Regions from separate parts of the Mus musculus genome. Here region 2 is linked to region 1. A link is a contact called in public Hi-C data. All regions are on one chromosome and are shown on one strand. Each heading gives the region's core, a stretch centred on a gene start, on an enhancer-like site or on the middle of the called end of the contact. The rest is flanking DNA. Distances are from core to core; before and after follow the strand shown.

What was found. Hi-C and Micro-C count contacts between places; a contact is called where the count stands out from the background.
Region 2: a Hi-C map of uterus shows a contact between it and region 1. The contact joins the enhancer-like site here to the promoter of Dcp1b in region 1. A contact is called at or near these places in 17 of 484 Hi-C or Micro-C datasets (the HL-1 cell line, the N1E-115 cell line, bone marrow-derived macrophages and 12 more) and 4 of 115 datasets of contacts at active chromatin or transcription factors (the SCID.adh cell line, embryonic stem cells and heart atrium).

The regions. Positions count from the first base shown.
Region 1 is chr6:119,173,227-119,177,549 of GRCm38.p6, forward strand. Dcp1b (decapping mRNA 1B) reads left to right here and starts at 2,027. Exons shown (of 9, transcript NM_001033379.3): 1 at 2,027-2,216. The coding sequence starts at 2,067. It also overlaps a transcript of Cacna1c not described here.
Region 2 is chr6:119,137,509-119,142,258 of GRCm38.p6, forward strand. It overlaps a transcript of Cacna1c not described here. Among named protein-coding and RNA genes, the nearest start is that of Cacna1c, 31 kb to the left of the region's middle. Within about 2 kb of position 2,218, at least 16 of the 459 cell types and tissues checked have an H3K27ac peak or open chromatin away from gene starts, as enhancers often do. A contact at or near this core is called in cardiomyocytes, heart atrium and uterus, where this site is marked.

The DNA.
Region 1 (4,323 bases), core at 777-3,276:
GTCAGCTTTGTGGGGCCACTTGAAGGGAATAGAAAGCCATTAGGACCAAGTATAGACAACATGGTTTTGTTCTGTTTCTCAAACGGCAAGTCACATTCCTTCAGTGGATCATGAAATCAACTTTAGAGTCAGAGTCAATATTTTTAAATAAAAAGTGTGTGTGTGTGTGTGTGTGTGTTCCCTGCTATCCAACTGTTTATGTATTTATTTATAACAAATAATATCTGTGATGGTTGGTTTTAATGTCAACTTGTCACAAATTACAATCACATGAGCAGGGAACCTCACCTGAGAAATTGTCCTGATGGCCTTGATTCATTGGTTAATGTGCAAAGATCTACTCCAAGTGTGGACAGTGCCTTCTAAGTGCAGCCCGGATAAAAAGATTGTGTGACAGAAGGAAGATTTTTTTTTACCTCTTGCTTGCTGGCCTTCCCTATTGCCACAGGCTTGGTTTGATGCTGATACTGTTATGAGAACCAGTGTTTCCAGGCTTCCACTGTTGAGTAAGGACCAGCAGCTGCCCAGATACCCAGGTATTCAGTGCCATGTTAGAACTCGTGAGGCACTCAGCTTTATGCACTGAGCAACTACCAGATTCTCATCATCCCAAGTGTAAACTGACTTAATAAGTCACATAAATGAACAAGTCCTAGCCTCACAAAGACAATGTAATGGTACAAGGGATGCCACTTTAATGATCTGTTCATGTAACTATAAATATCCTTTGATGATATATCAAAATTTGACAAAGTGCAGTTTCTTGAAGTCCTATCACCCTTTCATACTTTGTGGGACACTGAAATCCACTGATCCACATTCGCCTTGAATGGATCTCCTACCTGTATGTGAGTTTGTGACACCATTTTATTATCTGAAAATCATTGAATGACCGGGCTAAGGGAGCTATATCTTTCAAATGTTGACAGTTCCCATTAGAGTATAATCTTTTAGAAGTGTACTCATTGATAGCACCACAGGTCTCATCTGAAGAGACTTAAGTATTGAGACAGTCAAGCTCATGGCCCATTTTTTTAAAAATTAACCTAAAAAATTATCATTAGCAACAATACCTACCCCTTGATTTCTTGAAAGAAACAGGAAAATCTTAGTTTTGAAAAAGCCTGTCCAGAATCTATCTGAATAGCCATAAGTTTGTTCATCTTTCTTTCATGTTAAACTGATGCTCTGTGGAAGTAAAATTAAACCCCTGGGCTGGGTGGTGGCACACCCCAGTAGTCCTAGCACTTAAGACCCCAAGGCAGGAGGAGCAAAGACTGAAACCTGCCATAGACTCTGTCTCGAGAAACAAGCCCTCCAACCCCAGCAAAACCTACAATAAAACCACAAATTCAGCCCATCTCAAGTGCAGAACATATTTGCCTAGAGGCAAATATGGCGTGCAACAGCTCTGCGTTATCCATTCTTTCTAATTTTTCCCCCACATTAATTTAAAAAATATACCCAAAGATTGTTTTTTTTTTTTTTAATTTAGTACTTTGACCAAGGGACGCCTGGCTTCAGCTGCTCAGACAAGTTTTCCAGAGAATAATGCACAGCGGCAAGAATACACCGGCTAGTGGTGCAGTTTGGGGCCTCCCTTGGTTCTTTACCGGTGCAGTCGTCCTTTTGCACACATCATGCAAGTCTCAGAATTGTCATGGACAATCATAACCTTGCAGGCCTCTGAGGCACTCAGGAAATCCCTCACGGATATTGGGGAGCCCCATTTAAGAATTCTCAGAGTTCTTTTTGGAGTGACTATGTTTGATTGGTCATCGAAGAGCCAAAGAAGAGCTCTGCAAAGGCGTGGGCCGTATTCAAGAAGGAAATGGGCACAGCTCAGAGGCTCCTGAAGAAAGAAATAGATAAAACGGGCTTCCTTGAGCAGGGCTGAGCTTCCTGTTGCCAAGGCGACGATCCTCCGCGAGAGGACCCGGCCATCGATTAGCGAAGCCTAGCCCGGGTCCCCAAATGCCGGAAGGTCGCCCCGCCGCGCTCGCTCGCTCGCTCGGCGGTCGATTGAGGGGGCTTCCTGAAGGCTGGGCAGGAGGGTGGGTGGGAAGATGGCGGCCGCGGCGGCAGGTGGCCTGCCTGGGAAGGGACACGATATCAGCCTGGCAGCCCTGCGGCGCCACGACCCCTACATCAGTCGCATCGTGGACGTGGCCAGCCAGGTGGCTCTGTACACTTTCGGCCATCGGGCCAACGAGTGGGTGCGTGCGGACGCCGCGGCCGTGCGGAAGGCGGGGCGCGGACAGGGCGGGAGATGCTGGGCACGGCTAGGCGGGCGGGGGCCGGTCCTGGTGGAGGGCGACCCGCGGGTCCACCAGCAGGTGGGGGACGAGGGACACAGAAGGTGTGGCCGGCTCCGCTGAGTGCGGGCCACGGGCTTTGAGATCAGAAGACAGAAGCTCTCCGGCAGCGGAGGGCAGCCCGGAAGCCCCAAACTTAGATAAGTCCAGCCTCGCGGAGGAGGAGCAGCCGGAGTGCGAAATGCAGGGCAGGCACCCACCTAAGAGCAAGCGTGGGAGAATAAAGAGGAAATGGACATGGGTGGGACACCCCAGACTTGGATGTAGGAGGCCAGGGTTGGTAACCTAACCATTTCAGTCCATTTCCAACAAGACCGAGTCCCAGCCTACAGTAACTGGATGAAGTTTAGTTTTCCACACAACTAGACTGGAATTGCAACGGGAGACCAATTAGTTCTGGCCTAGGCATTGGTTCTTATCATTTATAAACCATCCCTTTGAATATATAAAAGTGTCATTTCCTCCTCTTTTGTGACTTTTGTCCAAATATTCATCAGTATATAACCAATGCTTTTAATAAGGTTCATTGGGTGTATGGAAAACACCTTGCAAATTTTCAATTTTTTTCCCCCGGTGTGTTCGCCAAGACTGAAACAAACATCAAGATTTATGCAAAGAAAACTTTCATTTTTGAGCAGATTTATGATTAAGTAGGCTGTAATAAGAACGACCCAAAAACCATGCACACAAAAGAATGAAGAAAGTTCTTGGACGTGGAGCTTGGGGCAGGCACCTGCTTCATCCCCAACACCCCTGAAACAGGGCCGGGAATCTTTTCCGATAGTTTTGTCCGAGTTCTTAACTGAAGTGAGGCAAAGAATTCATGTCTGTTCTCCTAAGAGCCAAACCTGAAGGGGAAATCTGCAGAGATCCATTGTTCTGAATATCCCTAGTTTGATTAATTGAGGCTGTCTTTCTTGGACACCAGAGGAAATTACACTATGGGCCTATATAAGTAAAGGGAGTTTCCCCACTGAAATGTTTCTCTATTTATGTGAAGATACTGTACATAAACGTGCTTCACTTCTCTAGGTCAATGTTTCTCAGCCTTCCAAATGCTGGGACTCTTTAATACAGTTCCTCCTGTTGTGGTGACCCCTAACATAAAATTATTTTCGTTGCTACTTCTTAACTGTAATTTTGCTACTCTTCTTATTGTAATGCAATTATGTTTGGAGATAGACGTATGCCAAAGGGGTTGCAACCTATTAGTTGCATGCCCTCTGCCTGGACTGGCCTCTGCCTGCCAATCCACACCTAATATTATGGAGGTAATTCAGTTAGTATACATGGAGTAGGACCCAGTAAGAGTTAGTGGGGTAAGTTGACTCGGCAGGAGGCTCAGGCTAGAAGATCAGAAGCCGTTGAAATGTACAGTGCACCATTCCCACCCCTCGGTAGCAGTTTTCCTAACGCCTCTTCACAGTCCTGTGTGGCAGAAACCGTTTTAAATCCCTACAGAGGTGGACCAAACGCCCAGTGAAGGCCAGTGTCACATTGCATTATTTACAGGAGTTTTGTTTTCCTGCTTCCTCGACTTGTTTTCTTCAGACAGGATATAATTCACTCAGTAAAAGGTCATTTCTTTTCAAAGCCCTGATCTCCTAGGCTGTGGTTGCCTGGCAAAGGAGAGAGACTTAGTTCAACAATAGAGCAGTCTCTGGGGGCAATCAAGTCATCACTGCTGTTTCCCCGTGCTGTATCACTCAGGTCTCCGGATGAAAGCCTTTCCAGTGTAAACCTAATAAGTATAAAAATATCCTTAAAAATGAAAGGGAAGGGATTGGCACGAAGACGGGTGAGGTACAGGCAGGGAGTCCTTATCACATTGGAAGTCGACGTCGGGTGTTGAGAGGAAGAAGGAGGAATGCACAGAGAGTGAGGGTCAAGGGACCGGGGATCAGTGAAGTGGTAGAGCATGTGATTAGCATGTGGAGCCTCATGTGATTAGCATGTGGAGCCTGTGCTCAGTGTGTGCACAGCCCTAGTTTAATCCCCAGAACACACG
Region 2 (4,750 bases), core at 968-3,467, 36 kb before region 1:
GCAGATTGGTAGATTTAAGCAGTTGAGGTGATGTCCTAGGTAAGATGCATCGGTACCCTCTGAGGACAAAGAGCAGTGTTCAATATCCAAACCTTCCCAGGCCCTGTCACCCCTCTTACCTGCTCAGGTAAAAAGCCCGCTTGGGCCTTCTCTTTGGAGGCAGGCTGTTCCACTTTCTCTAAAGTTAATATGCTAGCTTGTTCAGCACAAACATGTTTGCTCCCAGCAAGACAGTACCAAAGGATGCTTCACAAAACTTGGTGCTGGTGCCTCCCATGGTCGCCACGGTTACATATGGCCCATGGGTAACCGAGATGAGGAGCATCAGGAGCACGGGACAGGTTAGTTTGTCTGATTGCTCTAGAGAGAACAGTCCCTGTTTTCTATGTCCACACATTCAAGCCCGCCTGTCCTCTCCTCTCCTCTCACTCCGCAGGCGTTTCTACCCCGGAGTTACCGCAGTGCTGGAGAAGGTTACACAATTGCCATGATGCAATGCTCTGGGCAGAGGGATACTCATAACTCAGGCAAAGACAAACAGGAATATATTAATAGCAGCCTGAACATAAAGAAAATTTATTTTCAGTATCTGGAAGCTGAGAGGATCAGTAGATAGACTGCTAAGCTGTTAGGAACTAAAGCAAAGTAGCTAGCCACGTGGAGGGACAGAGAACGGCAGAGAGAAACAGAGTGAAGAAAGACTGATTTCAAGGCAGCATCTGAGCCAATTAAACCAAAAAGGAATTATGTGGTCTGGGCAACGTCAGGCAAGAATGAAAAAACATTCTTCAATCCCCCTTGTCTGTCCTTTGGGTGGTGTGTACCATGCAAAGAGAATAACACTTTTCACTACAAGAAGAATACACCAGGAAATACTGTCCTTCTTCTTGTTTGGTTTTTTTTTTTGTTTAGTTTTCCGAGACAGGGTTTCTCTGTGTAGCCCTGGCTGTCCTGGAACTCACTTTGTAGACCAGGCTGGCCTCGAACTCAGAAATCCACCTGCCTCTGCCTCCCGAGTTCTGGGATTAAAGGCGTGTGCCACCACCGCCCAGCTGTCCTTCTTATTATTATCTACCCCCATTGTTTATATTGCTGGTCCATAAACAGCAATAAACAACACAGATAATGTATCGGCCTTAGTGAAATACTATACAGTCCCTTTCTTAGAGAAATGACAAGAGACTGTTGGAAAGACATTCTTTTAAACCAAAAGAAAATCATCTTTGGCAGGGCCGGTTCTCTTAAAACATGACAGAATGTGCATTTGGACTGTGTTTTTCTAGAACCTCAAAGTATCCTCCACATGCTGGTAAGAAGCTACTGCCCACCGACCAGACTGACCAACACTGCACAAGCTTTCAGCTCCCTCAGTAAGCTCTCATGGGGGTCTGAATAAGCAGCCTGCAAAGGAACCGTCACCTACTTTTATGGATTTGCATGAAAAACGAAATCTTCACCCAAGTATACATATATTTACATGCGATGTTTAAAAATCAGCCAGAGCCTGATCAGACCAAGTGAGATACAGCCTTGGTGGTGTCTGTGGCTGCTACTCAGGTCCCCTCCTCAGCTCTCATCCTTGGATGCTGTCAACATCCCACAGGAATTGTGTTCTAACAAACCTGTCTTCATGCTCAGCTCTCAACCTCCATCACTCCAAATCTAATATCAACCTCCTAAAACAATAGGGGACCTCTTGAAAGACCCTGCAAGCTCCCTGTCACCCAGAGGGCAATCCGAAGCTCTACCCACTTTCTAGTCTCACCCGTTCACCTTCTTCTTTCATCTCCCCTTCCCAACATCAACACTGATACTCCACCATCCCCCTCCTTTGCCAGACTATTGGATGGTTACCCTGCATTCATCTGCAGCCAGCAACTGTCCCCACCATCTGTGTCTTATAGGCCAACAAAAAGCCAGACCCTCTGTGAGGTCTCCCTACCTCCCCTAAAGCAGTTGATTTAGCCCTGGGAAGGACTGTGCATCTTCAACCATGAGAAAAACATGTTTCTTCCCTACTGTTTCCCTTGTCTGCATCTTCTCCTTTCTCCTGGCCAGAAAGTGAAAGTGTGCTCTGTGCACAGGACTGTGCCTCACACAGCAAAGGTGACTGATAAAGGCACAGGTCAAATAGTCAGACATTTATAGCCTGAACAAGACAAACGCAAAGCTGAGTGTTGGGCAATAGAGATAAGGCGTCAGCAGGAGGCATCACGTTTCGGGAATGTTTGCAGCCAAGCTTTGATTGGGGTGGTGAGAGTCCGAAAAGCATCCGAGTCATACGTCACAAGCTGGAACAGCATTCCAGAAAGATAAAAACAAAGGAAAGCAACATAGCTCAACACTTGGAGCTCTGGAGGCAGAAAGCAAAACAGAAGCATTTTGGGAGACTAATAGCTGACTGGTTCCAACAAGAAGCTCTACTGCTCCATCCTGCAGATGGCAGGGAACACGGGACCATTGTCCCCATATTCACAGGCACAGCATCTGTGCCACTTGCTGTATTGGTCAAACTCTTGGTTACTGGGGCAAGCACCTGAGGAGACAAGTTAAGAGGAAGGAACATTTATTCTAGTGGAGGGTCTCAGAGGCGTTAGCCCGTGGTCCTCTAGCCCTGTCACTTTGGCCCTAAGGTGAGGCTGAGCATCACAGAAGCAAACGCATGCACAGAGGGGGCTGGTCACTACGTGATGGTCAGGAACCAGAGACAGAACACCTGGCCTCCCACGCTTCTTCCTTAAGCTTCATGGGAGACCCTGCCTATGGGATGGTACCTCCTACATTTAATACTAGTCTTCCCACCCCAATCCCCCAGTTAATCCTCTCTGGAAACACCCTCGAAGGTACTCCCCCCCCCCAGGTGTGTTTTACTAATTGCCTAAACTTCTCAGTTCAGTGAAGTTGGCAGTCAAGGTCAACCTTCATAAATCTGCCCTTTGGCAACTCAACACCTCAACACAACTCCTTATATCGTACGTCATCCCCCAAGTAAAGACAACGACTAAGTCACAATTTTGCATGACGTGACCATTATAAATACAAGCATAAGTGTACAACTTCCATCTCCAGAAGTCTTGGCAGTTTTCGTCGTGTTCAAATATCCAAATCCAAAACGTCTTGAGGCTCAGAGCAAACTCTTAGCTATGAATCTCTTTTTTAAAAAAGAAAAACCACAAAACAATTCATATACTGCCAAGTCAATGACACCAAAGAAACATTGCCACACCAAAAGAGATGAATAGGAAAATAGTAAGGAAAGATTAGACCAACTCAAGACCCAAACCCAGCAGGGCAATCAGTAAACCCTGTAGCTCCACCAAGCTGGCCTTGTACCGGCACCAAAGGACTAGGTGACCTCCACCCTGTGTGGCCTTGCCACTTGCAGCCCACATGCCTTACTCCTGCTCAGCAGTTACAGTCTTCCTCAGGTCATACACCTTGCTCTCAGCATCTCTAATCCCCCGCAGTTACTTCTAGTTGCTTCGATAAAACACCATGACCAAAAGCAGTTTATGGAATAAATAGTATTATGATTTGGCTTATGGCTCCAGAGGGAGAGTCCATAACAGGAGGGGAGGCTTGAAAGCAGATTGCCAGAGCAGGAAGCTGACAGATAACATCTGCAACTGAGGCCAAAAAGTGGAGAGCATACTAGGACTGGGGAAGGCTATAAACGCCCAAATCTGGCTCCTGGAGATGTACTTCTTCTAGCCAGGCTCCATGTCCTAAACATCCAATAGCATCTGAACAGCACTATCAACTGGGGACCAAGTGTCAAATACCATGGGGGTCATTTTCCCTAAAAACACCACAGTTTTCAACTCTAACTTAGGCCCCATCCTCATAGCTTCACACATCTGCTCTCTTGGGGGCTGTCTGCAAGAATTCTAACCCTGCCACACATTTTTAGACACCCCACCCCACCCCCAGACATTCTAAGTAGAACCCTCCATGACCCTGTAACTCTTGTGTTCTTCATGTCTACAAAGCTAGCATCACACAGATGATGCTATCAACTATTCAGGGAGCTCTTGGGCTATTAGCCTCAGACCAGGACTGCATCTTTGGCCTCCCTTGTTTGGAGCTTCTAGTTTCTTTTTTTTTTTTTTAAGATTTATTTATTTGTTATATGTAAGTACATTGTAGCTGTCTTCAGACACTCCAGAAGAGGGAGTCAGATCTCGTTACGGATGGTTGTGAGCCACCATGTGGTTGCTGGGATTTGAACTCTGGACCTTCGGAAGAGCAGTCGGGTGCTCTAACCCACTGAGCCATCTCACCAGCCCTCTAGTTTCTTAGATTGAGAAGCTAACAGATTCTTTGGCTCCCCAGCATGCGAGGTATCTGTATTGTATTATCCAGCTTTTAATTATGTAAGCCAATCTAATAAACACAGAGACAGACAGACAGACAGACAGACAGACAGACAGTCTGTTCCTCTGGAGAACCCTAACTAACACACTTGCTGACCTGATGTTGGCTTGGGATGGGACAGGAGATCAGCTGGCACTGCCTCAGCTTTGCTGAGGTACCTCTTAAATCAGCTTCTCCAGATGGTGCAAGAAACATAGAGCCGTGGAACAGGTTTCTATGTGGTTGATGGTCCGTTTTCCTTTCTGAATTTAAATAAGGACTAATTATTCCTATCAAAGTAGATCTCCCTCTTTTTGATACAGCCACAGAACAAAAAAAAAAGCATGCAGGGAATATAGGTTAGAAGGTATGATTTGGATATGGAATACTCAGCATA